Regions from separate parts of the Sus scrofa genome. Here all the other regions are linked to region 2. A link is a contact called in public HiChIP or PLAC-seq data. All regions are on one chromosome and are shown on one strand. Each heading gives the region's core, a stretch centred on a gene start, on an enhancer-like site or on the middle of the called end of the contact. The rest is flanking DNA. Distances are from core to core; before and after follow the strand shown. Region 1 holds the start of TSEN2 (tRNA-splicing endonuclease subunit Sen2). Region 2 overlaps SYN2 (synapsin-2). Region 3 has its middle 45 kb from the start of TSEN2.

What was found. HiChIP or PLAC-seq counts read pairs in DNA pulled down with a chosen protein or histone mark.
Region 1: an H3K27ac HiChIP or PLAC-seq map of alveolar macrophages shows a contact between it and region 2. The contact joins the promoter of TSEN2 here to the enhancer-like site in region 2. A contact is called at or near these places in 2 of 5 promoter capture datasets (fetal skeletal muscle and liver), 22 of 47 Hi-C or Micro-C datasets (adipose tissue, alveolar macrophages, brain and 13 more) and 2 of 2 datasets of contacts at active chromatin or transcription factors (alveolar macrophages and skeletal muscle).
Region 3: an H3K27ac HiChIP or PLAC-seq map of alveolar macrophages shows a contact between it and region 2. The contact joins two enhancer-like sites. A contact is called at or near these places in 1 of 47 Hi-C or Micro-C datasets (embryonic fibroblasts) and 2 of 2 datasets of contacts at active chromatin or transcription factors (alveolar macrophages and skeletal muscle).

Annotation. Positions count from the first base shown.
Region 1 is chr13:68,478,671-68,482,816 of Sscrofa11.1, forward strand. It overlaps TSEN2 (tRNA-splicing endonuclease subunit Sen2), which reads left to right and starts at 2,072. Exons shown (of 13, transcript XM_003132372.6): 1 at 2,072-2,161.
Region 2 is chr13:68,163,842-68,168,595 of Sscrofa11.1, forward strand. All of the region lies in intron 2 of SYN2 (synapsin-2), which reads left to right. Among named protein-coding and RNA genes, the nearest start is that of TIMP4, 25 kb to the right of the region's middle. Within about 2 kb of position 2,315, at least 5 of the 83 cell types and tissues checked have an H3K27ac peak or open chromatin away from gene starts, as enhancers often do. A contact at or near this core is called in adipose tissue, alveolar macrophages and retroperitoneal adipose tissue, where this site is marked.
Region 3 is chr13:68,434,033-68,438,183 of Sscrofa11.1, forward strand. No RefSeq gene overlaps it. Among named protein-coding and RNA genes, the nearest start is that of TSEN2, 45 kb to the right of the region's middle. Within about 2 kb of position 2,814, at least 11 of the 83 cell types and tissues checked have an H3K27ac peak or open chromatin away from gene starts, as enhancers often do. A contact at or near this core is called in alveolar macrophages, where this site is marked.

The DNA of each region.
Region 1 (4,146 bases), core at 822-3,321, 310 kb after region 2:
CTGCTACTTCTGGCGACTTGCAGCACCTCTGAGCCTTTTTTTCTTTCTTTCTTTCTTTTTTTTTTTTGTCTTTTGTTGTTGTTGTTGTTGTTGTTGCTATTTCTTGGGCCCTCCCGCGGCATATGGAGGTTCCCAGGCTAGGGGTTGAATCACAGCTGTAGCCACCGGCCTACGCCAGAGCCACAGCAACACGGGATCCGAGCCGCGTCTGCAACCTACACCACAGCTCATGGCAACGCCGGATCCTTAACCCACTGAGCAAGGGCAGGGACCGAACCCGAAACCTCATGGTTCCTAGTCGGATTCGTTAACCACTGCGCCACGACGGGAACTCCTGAGCCTTTTTTCTTATCAGTTAAATAAGGAAGTTGAACTGGACAACCTCTGAGTTCCCTTTCATTTTTAAAACCTTCCAATTCTAAAGCCTAAATTGGCATGTTCTGGTGCAATATCACAGCCTCCCTCCAGCTCTCTTCCCTCCCCACTCCATCCCCTTATCACTGTTCTGTGCACCCTGCTGAAGTTCTCCCTTTTCTTCAAGGCTCTACTGCTGAAGTTTTTTGTGTTTTGTTGTTGTTGGGTTTTTTGGTTTGTTTGTTTTCTTTTGTTTTTTGTCTTTTTAGGGCCAAACCTGCAGCATATGGAAATTCCCAGGCTAGGGGTCCAATCAGAGCTGTAGCCACCGGCCTACACCACAGCCACAGCAACACGGGATCAGAGCCACATCAGCAACTTACACCACAGCTCATGGCAGTGCCAGATCCTTAACTCACTGAGCAAGGCCAAGGATCAAACCCGAGTCCTTACAGATACTAGTCGGGTTCATTACCACTGAAGCAGGACAGGAACTCCTGCTGAAGCTAATTCTGATTTTGATTTCTCTGAAGTCTGAACTCCTTTAGGGAGCAGTTAAGGTTCCTACAGGCTGACCAGCCACAGAATACCACATCTTGAGCTCTTCCTACCAGGAGCTCACAGTCCAGTTAAGGAGGACCAGGGAACGGGGACAACACAGAGTTCCCCCAACTATCATGAGAACACAGGGGACAGTCACCCAAGCCAGCATGGGGAGGCAAGAGGAGGTCTCCTGAGGAAAAGGTATCTGAGTTGAGACTTGTAGGGTGACCAGGAATCACTGCTGCAGACAGAGGAGAAAGATGTTCCAGGAAGTGGCAACAGTGTGTGGGAAGCCCTGGAGACCAGAGAAAGCTGGGAAAAGTCCAGATTTCAAGGCCTGTCACACCTAGCCCCTTAAATCTCTCTGGCATTATTTGCCATCCTTCCCTGTCACCTACCCGCCTTGCACTCATGGTTTGTGTGCTGGGGACCCTGGGATTCATATGTGGAAAGGTATATATTGGACTCCCTACCAAGCCTCCTGGTCAGGAGAATCTTTTACTCTTCCCAAGGCACTGTCGTTTTGCTCATCCCTCATAATCCTGACGACCCTTTTTTTCAGTAGAGGAAATTGTGGCTCAGAAAGATTAAGTCACTCATTGGAGACCACACAGCTGGTGACAGGGTGAGGAGGTGGGGGGCGGGGTAGGGCTGCAAATACTGGTCTAACTGCCGGCCTATTGTGCCCACAGTGGCTTTGAGTCAGGTGTCTGCGAGAGGGCACTTTCTTACAGGTTTCCCTGCGTGCTGCACTTAAAAGCATGGAGAAAGCTGAAGTCTGCAGGCTGAGTTCAGAGGAATTGCTTACCAGGGCTGGGGTCATTTCAAGTCCGGTCGTCTCAAGCATCCCATCGCCCCGCGGCTGAGAACCGACATCTGAAGACCTGGGTTCCATTTTTGTCATATTTCTCTAACTCCAATACCTCCCAGTTATGTGTATATGGACATGTAACTTCGATCTCATCTGTTAAAACAGATCTTGCGGGACTATTGTGGGGATGAGAACAGCATGTATATACTGAGGCTGTCAGTACAATCACGGTGTGTGCAGGAAAGAGGACATGCGGTGAAGGGCATGCGGTACACACAAAGCACCCGCCTTAAGGCTCTGCGCAGGTGCGCTCTACAAAGACCCGGTGAGTCCTCCCCCGTGCTCTGCGGCTGCGCAGCTGTCCCGCTTTGCGGCCGCACTGCTTGACGGCAGTGGTGTCCGACCGCCAGCTGGCGTTACCGGGGTAACGGCGATCGCATGTGGCCCAGGAAGGTAAGGCGCGGGACTGGGAGCCGCTGGTGTCCCGGGAAGCTGAGCTGCATACTGAGGGATCCGCCTTGGGGAGAGACGTCCTGTTTTCCGAAAACCCCCAGGGCGAAAGCGGAAACGGCCCAGAGACGTTCCTCCGGTCGCACAGCCGCACCAGACGGCCGGGCTGAGGGGCCAGCCTTCCTACTTCAACCGGAATTAGCCCTTTTCCTCCTTCTTCTTGTACCTGTAGCCCTGTTTTTTGTGTTCTTTCTGGGAGCTCTGACTCCACGTCCTGTGCTGGGGGCGTCGGACTTCGATACTGGCTCTGCCCGAGAGGAGCCTTAGCCGCTGGGAAGGAAACCAGCAAAGGAATACGTTGTAACAGCGAGTCACGGACTTACCACTTTGGTCATTAGCTGCAGTTGCAGCTTGCATTTGGCTAGCACTTTACACGTAGTAGGTCCAGTACCAGGTTCCTTTGCACAGTCACCCGTTTCATCCTCACAACAGCCTTCCCAGGTCTGCTGTTTGTTTACCTGTCTTAGTCTCGTGTTCTAACTTGAAAGCTTCCCAGAAGCAGGCTTGTTTGCCTTGCCCCTTTAATCCTTGCCTCTCCTAGCCTAGGAGGTACTTATTTGGAGGTTTTTTAATTGGGAGACTTTGAACTTTGCTGGGTGGGAGGTTTTAACCAGGCTGGTTTAGCAAAGTCGGCCCAGAGGGTTGGAAAAATTAAATGAAGCTACTCCCCCACTCGTTTTATTTTGTTTTGTTTGGAATAAACGTATACTGAACACCTAAAAGGTGTTAGCTTGTCTGCTCAAGGGAAGATTAGGAACAAGCATTGCTTTTGATAGAAAAGTAAATATACTTAACGGTATGGACGCCTGGAGTCAGTATGCCCAGGTTTGGGAAAGGAAAAGTAACAGCCCTTTACAGGTACATAGCACTCAGCCCTTCTGAGTTCCTTTCCTCACCTTCACAATGGGGATGGTTGTTGGGATTGAGTTTGAATAGGCCATCCTATCACCAGAGGTTGCCAACTTTAGCTCCATGTTGAAATCACCTGGGTCCTACCCCAGATTTTCTGATGTAGTTGCAGCTAAGTCCTGGAGTTTCAAAATTTCCCCATGTGATTCAAAGGCAGCCAAGCTTGAGAGCTGCAGTTAATTTTCAGACCCCAGGTTAATTTTCTTAATCTTTGCTGTTTTCATTCCCTGCTGAAAAACTTGCACTGGGCCCAAGCCTTCACATCCCACCTGACCACTGGCCCAGTCTTTCCTAAACATTTGTATGTGCTTCAGTCATGGGTCCTTTTGTTAGTCTATCTTACCATGCCCTGTGTCCCTGCCGTCCTGGCCTTTCATGTTATAGCTGTGGGCAAATGACCTGCCCCCTCTGTTTCCTAGTCTGTGAAGTAAGGATGGTAGTACCCATGTATGTGGCGTGTGGCTGGCATGTGGTACAGTCAGCATGTTGTACCTTTTGGTGATGGTGAGCTCCTATCATTGTGTTAAATCTCCCATTAGGCTGTTCTCCTATCATGGTGCTGAAGAAACCTTTCAAAATGTGGAGACTAGCAAACTCAAACCTTTCTCCTTTGCTTTGCCTTCCAAGTTCTGCACAAGACATCTCTTCCATGAAACTATGAAACTAGAGATCTTCTGGTTTGTCTTACTGATATTTTTCAGCATTATTGAGAGATGATTCATGTATCATAAAATTCACCCCTGTAAAATGTGCAGTTTAGCAGTTTCAGTATATCAGAGTTATGCATCATCACCATCCCTGCAATCTAATTTTAAAGCGTTTTCATCATATTCAGGATAAACCCCATACCTGTTGGCAGTCACTCCCCATACCTCCCTTGCCCCAGCACCTGGCAGTCACTAATCGACTTTATGTCTCTTTGGATTTGCCTGTTCTGGGCATTTCATATTAATGGTCTTATACAATGTGTGGTCCTTTGTGACTGGCTTTTCTCAAGGTAATGCTCTCTAGGTTCATGA
Region 2 (4,754 bases), core at 1,065-3,564:
GGATGAATGATGTGTATAATAAACACAATCACTCAAGTTCTCTTTCCCTCCTTCACACCCTTCTATCCCCTTTGGATCTTTACCTTTATGGACTGAAGAAGACTCATTCTATCAGATTTTGCTAAAAATCAGAGCCTTTTCATTTTGTTCTGTTTTTCTGTGGGCCATTTCTACTTTCATCATGTCATTTGTGTTGAGGTATGCTGTATCACAAACATGAAAGTACTATGTCTTGTATGAGATGAGGTCAGAGTATAGGAAACCCTTTATGTTGAATTTCCAATAAACTTTCTGATGATAACCAACATTTTTTTTTTTTTTTTTGCTTTTCACTCTCTTAACCTTTTTGTGTTTTGTCTGTGACATCTCACAGGACTTAAGGAAACAATTTTCTGTCATTTCATGTTCTTTTCTGGATTGTAATTGAACACTCATGATACCCTGATAAAATCATTTCCCATTGAATATGTTTTCTTACACTTAGTCACATTAAAACTCCTCTGCCACTTTTCTGCCCACGTCCACATCTTCTTTCACTTTATCCCTAATCAACTTGGCATTTTAATCCCTGGAAAAGCTGAATGCCATCTGCAAACTTGGCAGTTTCCCCATGCATTCTCTTCCAGATCATTTATGTGAATGTTAACTAAGACACCATGCAGCTTGCTTTTTATCTTAGAAATAATTTAGTTACAGCGAATTTGATTTAACTACTTAATCACTGAATTAATAACATCAAGGACCAGCATGTTGCCTTTATCCAGAAAAGTGGTCACTTCTTCCTATTCTTTTTTTTCTTATTCCTAAACCAGTTACCCATAACAGACATTTCTCGGTGTACTAAAAGAAAGTTTTATGCTTCATGAATTAGATTTGAGTTAAGAACCCTTTTACCAATGTAAGGCCTACCTATATTAGGTCTCATTTTTGTCTTTGTTCCAGAACATCTGTAGGGGATGTCTTTGTATCACTCAATTAAAGCCATTTTTTTTTCTTTTTTATTTTAGGGCCATGCCCGAGGCATATGGAGATTCCCAGGCTAGGGGTCGAATCAGAGCTGTAGCTGCTGACCTACGCCATAGCCACAGCAATGCGGGATCCGAGCCGCATCTGCCACCTACACCACAGCTCAGGGCAATGCTGAATCCTTAACCCACTGAGCAAGGCCAGGGATCTAAGCTGCATCCTCATGGATGCTAGTCAGATTCGTTAACCATTGAGCCACTATGGGAACTCCTAAAGCCTATTTTTAATATCACTATCATTTCCCAGTTATCTTCAAAGTTTCTAGGCCTAACCAATCAAATGATCAATTGAGTTGCCTGATGGGTGTTATGCAGTAGCTACTGGTTTGCCATGTACTAGTAAACAGCAGTCCTTTAGTCTAGTTACAGCACCAGCTTCCCAAATGCTCTTGATTCCTGGTTGGCTCCCTCTACTCATTTCTATGTCCCAGACAAAGTGGTCTCTCAGATCTTAGGCACATCCGATTATGTCACCTTTCCACGTAAAATCTTTGACAATGTTTTGGGAAACAGTTGGGAAAATTTGATTATCAACTCAGTAAAGATACTTTAAATTATTATTAATTATTAAATAATAATAATTATTAAAGACTCATCACCCTAGGATAGGCAATCCATAAAGAGAAGTAAATTACATTCTTCCTCTCTGTCTCTCTCTCCCTTTCCATCCCTGACCCTGACCCAGCCTGTCTGTGCCTGTATTTTCCCCGCACCTATCTTCTCACTCTTCTCTCTTTAAATAAACACTTAATTGCCTCCCCCCCCCAAAAAAAAGAGGGAGAAAGAGAGAGAAGTTAATTAGAAGTTACAGGGGCTAGGGGAAGGGAGGAATAGGTAGTTATTGCCTAATGGTTACATAGTTTCTGTTTTAGATAATGAAAAAGTTTTGGAAATAGTGTTGCTGGTTGCACAACATTGTGAATGTACTGAATGCCACTGAGTTTACACTTGAAAATAGTTTAAATGGCAAATTTTGTTATATATTTGGCCACAATAAAAAAAATTTTAAGCCATTGTAAGTTAGAGATATTACTTAAAATTTTACAAGAGAAATGACATGATATTTGGGATTTTCTTTAGCACACCCAATAGTCTCAACAACAGTGAGAATAATAAATGAAAAACATTTGCAAAATGTTGAAAACTATTGAGGATGTATTTTTTTCATAATAAAAGATTAAAAAAAGGTCTTTTGGAAGCTGTTATGTCCCACCTACTCAGCCTGACATTTGATATTCTTTGACAGTCTGTCCCTTCCCTTTCTCCGCTGCCTCAGCTCTGGCTTCTCAGTCTGTGTGACCTACTCCCAAGGCAGCTGGGCTGTGCAGTGCTCAGTGCTCAGTGCTCAGGCAGCCTCTGTGCCTTGGCACTGGCCTTTCAATTCTGCTTTCTCCTTCTTCTGTGGCAAAGTCCCCCTCATTCTTTAAGACTCAGGTCTGTCTCTGGAGCCTTCCTGGACTTCTCCAGGCAGAGATTTCCCTTTTTTGGGTTCCTACAGTGTAGTGTCCACACTCCTAATGCATCTTATGCCTTATGTTCTGGGATTTTATTTATGTTTCTGCTCCCTGCTAACTTGTAACATTCATGAAGGCAGAGGAAACTTAGTTTGCACTTTAAATCTTTCTGAGCTCTATGAAATTTTGTTGCTATTATTTTAGTTGTGGGCATTAAATACTTTTTAAAGGAGAATATTGAGAGGTAGGACTGTGAATACTAGTTATAAATATCGAGTTAAAAAGGACCTTAGCAAATTACCCATAAGCATATTGGTCTCCTTTTCTGGACGTGTTTTCTCTGCTTGGCAACTACTACGTTTCCAGCATCTTCCACTGGGTATTTAGTAAATTATTGCTGAATTTACAGACAAATCACAGCCTTTCTTTCTACAGTTGGAAAAAAAGCCAACAATCTAGATTTGGGTGTGGGGACACACACTTTTTAGAAGCAATAGTTAATTTTCAGGCTTGGTTTGTCAGAGCAGCAAATAAGTACCTGGAGAGAATCACCCGTGCAGCGAAGTCGGCTCCATGGGTGAGCGAGCTGGGGCTACAGCCTGTCTGCAGCACACATCTTGCCAGGGGGTGGCGCCAGGCGCTCACAAACTCTCCCCAAGACTGGCAGGCCTGATTTTACCCTTTGAGTGCAGGGTGGGAAATAGGAATCCTCTACTATTTCTAGCTTCTTTTCTAACTTCTTGATGCCTACAGATGCTTGGCTGAAAGAATAGGAGTTATAGGCAATAATATCTAGAAACTAGGGAACCTTGTTAGAGATAAATGTCCAGACCAGTGCTAGGTATTTACTGGGAACACTGTTGGTGCTTTTATCTTCTAGCTTGAGGTTCTGATTCTTGTGCAAGCCTCAGGCACCCAGGGAAGATCTACACTCTGTGCTGTTTATAGGTCTTTTAGTTTGGATATAGATTGAGAACAGATTTTCATGTGGGGAAGAAGAGAAAAAAAAAAAAAAAAAACCATGACACCCTGGGCCATGCACATGCAAGAAGGAAGAAGACGGCTCAGTCCTGAGGGCAGCCTCTTCTGATTTTCTACATGTGTTCAGCCACAACCATCACTCCTAACATTTCCAGTCAATAAGCAAAGCCTGATTGTGAATAAGTACACAGTTTGAGGAACGGTTGGAAATTTATAGATTTGATGATCATATTTGTACAGTCCTTAGACCATATAATATGACAACAGGACATAATATTTAAAATCAAAAATGTTGGAAAATCCAGGACTCTCATATGGGTGGTTCTTGCTCCGAAGTATTGTTACATAATCCATTGGTCTGAGGCTAGGGTGGGGGAAGGGTATCACAGATTTTTTTTTTAGACAACTGAGTTTGTAAGGTGGTATCAGATGGTGATGCTATGAGCCAAATATTATGAGTAGACAAAAAATGGGATGAATGTTCAGAAGAGGAAGAAGCCACGCTGGCTGTGGTAATAGTAAAACAACGGTAATACCTGGTGTATAAATGTTTATTGCATTTTGCCAATAGTACTTCACATTTGCATAACATTTCAGAGTTTCCAATACACTTTCCTATCATTTGTTCTCATATGCCTTCATTAAGTCTTCACAACAACTTGAGAGTCAAGTATTATTAAATGAGATAAAATATATAAAATACTTAGGACAATGGTTAGTATGTAATGAATGTTTGCTATTATTATTAAAATCATTATTAGACATATTTTTTATATGAGAAAACTGAGGCTTAGAGAGGCTGTTACTTGCCCAAAGTCACGTAGCTGAGAAATGGTCAAACTAGGCCTGAACTCAGCTACCCTGGCTATTTCTAGACTTTTCTGCCTTTTCCGAAGCATGAAGAGGGAGTGTTTAAGCTGTGCTTACCAATATGGGCCAAGTTTTGAGGCAACCTTAGCAGAAAAATCTCTGATGAAGTCTCCTCAGCTTCATGAGCCCTAGTTGACTGGTGGATGGGAATTGCTGTGGGTAGTCTGTGCCTTGAGTCAGAAGAGTTAAATACAGAAGCCTCTACTCATTTTAGCAGTAAGGGGAGATGGTTCATTGCCTGGTGGATCAAGGAAGCTGCAAGCCATTAAACTCACATAGATCCTCAGCTGCTAGTCTTGTTAAGAAAATGTTACAATAGGGGGAAATTGACAACACAGGCACCATAGATATTTTTAGTCTGGGCTTCAAGGATGTACATCTTGGGATCTGTTTAGCTGTGAATTGGATTGATTTGACAAGATTG
Region 3 (4,151 bases), core at 1,564-4,063, 270 kb after region 2:
TCCTTCCTTTATTTTTCCTTTTTTCTTTCTTACAGTGTGAAACAATGTGAATGGGATTGCTGATCAATTTCCATTTTCAGTCAAGTTTTTTACTCCATTTACAATGTTTCTGAACCTTGTAACTGTTTTAAAAATCACAACTAAGCGAGGAATTTCAGGACTGAAAACTACTCAGAGCATGTGTTTCTTAACCTGGATGGACTAATGTTGACCATGTCCCTAGGCTTACCAAGAATTCAGTCTTCTTCCCCAGCCCCAATCAAGATTTTCACTCACCAACAGCAGCCCTCTAACAGGACACCAAGGCACAGACAGATACCCACTGGAGGGTATTAACTGCTAGATGCTGTAACACAAGTGGTATAAGATGTGGCACCTGCCAAAAAGAACTTATTATTGAATTGAGGGGGGAAAAAAAGATTAATTTTTCTCACAAACAGATTAATATGTACAGTATAATCCTGTGCCAAATGTATGGTTCAGACTCCAAGTGCTCTGAGTTCAAAGTAAAGATTAAGAAGATTGGAAAAGTCTTGAGTGATCATAAATTCATTCAAGTGGGCCTCAAAGGATGCGTTTTACTTGAGATAGGTAGAGAGTTGGAGAGAAGACATTCTAGGAAAGCAAAACCACAGAAACAATAGCAAAAGGAAACAAAAGCAAAGCAAAACATGAGTGAGGGAGAAGGGCCATGTTCTGGTCTCAAGCAGTTTTGCTGTACATCTTCCTGCCTTCCTTCTTGGGACCACTTTGCCCAGGAAGCTCTGACTTTTCCAATCTCAAAGCCTAATTATCCGTTTAGGGGAGGCCAGCCTCCCCAGCAACTAGATGACATGGTCCCTCAAAGCAGGAATCTTCTTGGCACAATTAATAGATTTGTTGCTTGATGCCACAAAGTTCATTAGCATTGCTTATCCATGAACACACATGGCAACTTCCAGGAAGTCCTCGTAAGCAAACCATGCTGAGGTCTCACTTGCTTGTTTCCACCAACCTAAATGATCTCCCTTCCGCTTCTCCCTGCATTTTCTCTCTCCTCGTGGCTTTGGTACTGAGAAGGACATAACCTTACATTTGAGGTTTTCAAGCCAAAATATCAAGAAAGACCTTTTCGTCCTTTACCCCCAGATAAACAGATCTCAGTTTACAGAAGTGTGTCGCGACCCTAGCCCCAAACCTGCAGGATCCCTAGCCCTTTAGAAAAGACAGCTCCTGAGCTCAAACCTCTAGAACCACAGGCACAACCACCTTATTGGGGACCATCGGACTGAGGTCGTTGTCTAAGTGACATCAGAATGTGGGCAAGGAAAGTGACCAATTCAGTACAGCATAGGGCTCTTCCTTCCTTGATGTCAAACAGCAGCATAGTTTGAAACATCCACACATCTGGCTTCGTTGCTCTTCCACGTGGAGAGTTTATCTTCCGGGGATGTTGAGAGAGCAAGAGGGTGCAGGCAGTGGACAAGGTGAGGATCCCACCTCTGAGGAGATCCCTTGTTTACAAGAGGGCTGGAACAAAGAACCTTTCAGCACGCTGCAGCCAGTCCAAACCTTCTTCATGTTCTGGGAGCTGTCGTTGCCAGCGCAGGGAGGAAGGGAGCCGCTCTCAGCTCTTTGGCACTGATGGTTAGCATTAAACAGCTTTTAAATCCTGGCAGCTTTCACATTCCCATCTCCCCGACTTTTTCCCTGTGGTTTGGACGATCATTCGCTAAATATTTTACGACACATCATGTGCAGCCTCCAGAGCTCCCGCTCCGTTCTCTGGACTCTCTTTCCCCCTGGATGATTCACCAGTTAATCAACAAATGTATCACCAGGTATTCATAGCACTTTCTCCGGACACAAACACACTTAGGGATTTGTGTTAACAAAAATAGGAAGAAAAGTAACTGTGGTCAAGAGCCAAACAAAAAAGGGAGGGGGGTTTCCAAGGCTCCCACGAGGGTCCTGCCCCCAGCGCCTCCCTTAAAGACAACCCAACTCCTCTCCCATCTCCCTGCTGTCCATGGGGCGCAGGAACAGCAGCGCGCCCAGAGAAGAAAGCATATCTGCACACTCTTTCTCTAGATACAAGCAGAAATGGGGGACCTGAGTTAAGAGCTTCTTTTTAAAATGTGAGTGAGGGAGCTCCCACTGTGGCACAATGGGATCAGTGGCATCTTGGGAGCACTGGGTTGCAGGTTCAATCCCTGGCCCTGCACAGTGGGTTAAGGATCCAGTATTGCTGCAGCTGTGGCTTAGGTGGCAACTGCGGCTCAGATCTGATCCCTGATCCGGGAGCTCCATATGCCTCGGGATGGCCAAAAAAGGAAAAAAATGGTGAGGACCAAGAGGACAGGGGCTCTTGGGTAAGAACTCCGGTTGAGAAGCGTGGCTGCTGCCTCCATGCAGAGGCTTCCTCACAAGCTGCAGGGGAGAAACCAGGGGTTGGCGACACCAGCTCTGCCAAGGGCAGCAGGACAGCTGTGTAGGTTCACTTAGTGGTTCCTGGATTCCAGCAACTTTTGCTCGGCTCCCTCGAGGCTACCAGGCAAATCCTTCCTGTGAGCAGGCCTCGACTTGCTCCGTGTCTCCTGCGGTTGGTGCTGAGAAAGTGGGGCAGGAGTGAGAGGGGTTGGAGATTGGTCCCCAGATATCTGTTCCCTTGGAAAAAGTCAGGTTCCTGAAGTGAGTCCTGACCCTGGCCCTGAAAATGTAGGCTCCCTGACTCTTTAGGAGAGATGGCTTCCGAGCTCAGACCCCTGGAACCACAGACACAGTCAAGGGGAGCTGGGCAGGGGGTGGGGCCTCCTTGAGAAAGCTGATTTCAGTTCTCAGTCCTGAGTAAAGGAACCAGAGTTCAGGAGGAGGGCACCCATGCTTCCTCCTTCCCCAATTCCTGCAGACTTTGCTGGAAGAGTTTGGGTTCTGAGACAAAGGGACCACGGTGCCTGCTGCACTAAGGAGCCACCTTCCTAGCCTCCACACCCCTCCACATGCTGGCTGTGGGTCCCTGACTCCTGGCTGTCTCTGTTACATAATTATCACTGTCACTCTCTGTCTAGCCCCAGCCTTCACCCTGTGATTGTACAAAGGAAGCCCTCCATTTAATGCTTATTGGAAGAAAGTAAAATAGCCGGACCTTAGGAGTAAAAGACATCAAATCCCACCTCATTCATCAACTGTGTGCCTCCATGGGAAGGTGGGTGTGACTAGGCCCTGTCCTCGAGGGGGCCACAGTGTGCTGATGAGAGCAGATGCATTGTCATGACTCAGCCAGTGAGCTGCTTAGAGATGTGCAACAGGGTCCTTGGAGGAGGCACAGAGGTGTGACAGTGCAGAACTTGCTCAGAAACCAGCGAGAGGTTAAGGATGGCTGCCCTGGCAAGGGGATGCAATGGGAGTGTGGCCAAGTCAGGGTGGGGTTGGGACAGCCTCACTCACCCCACTGGGTTGCTGCCTGGGACCATATTCATCGGCGATAGGGATCCAGTGGAGGTTGTCAGACAGAAGAGGGACATGACCAAATTTGCATTTTGGAAAACCCCTCTTAGAGTCACATCCCCTCTCCAGTGCTTCCAATGGCCAAATGACCGTGGAACAGCTGCCTGCAGGCACGGGAAGCTCTCCCTTTCCAAACCCCCAGGTTGATCTCCATCTCATCCGCCCAGCTCTGCCCCTGGGGTCACACATACCACACGCTCTTCCTGCGCCCAGAGGTTCTGACTCACCGAGTTCCCGGGGTCAGGTGACAAGCTTTTGGGCAGCTAAAGGACCCTGCCACGCTCCCCATCACTGTCCATGCCCTCCCAGTCCTAGGTGCCAGGGCCTCACATCCCCCTCACCACAGAGTCCCTCTGCCTCAATGGCAAGGTCATTTCCACCCCATGTGTCAGCACCTACACATCCGCACCCATTTGTATTTGTCATGAAATTCTAGAAAATTAGGGTTCAAAGGAACCGACCAACTCAAACAGCAGATGAAACCCTAAGGATCAAAGAAGTTAAGCAAAGAGTTCCCGTTGTGGCTCAGCTGTAACAAACTCAACTAGTATCTCTGGGGACATGGGTTTGACCCCTGGCCTTGCTCAGTGCGATAAGGATCCGGCCTTGCCGAGAGCTGGGGTGTAGGTCGCAGACACGGCTGGGATCCCACGGTGCTGTGGCTG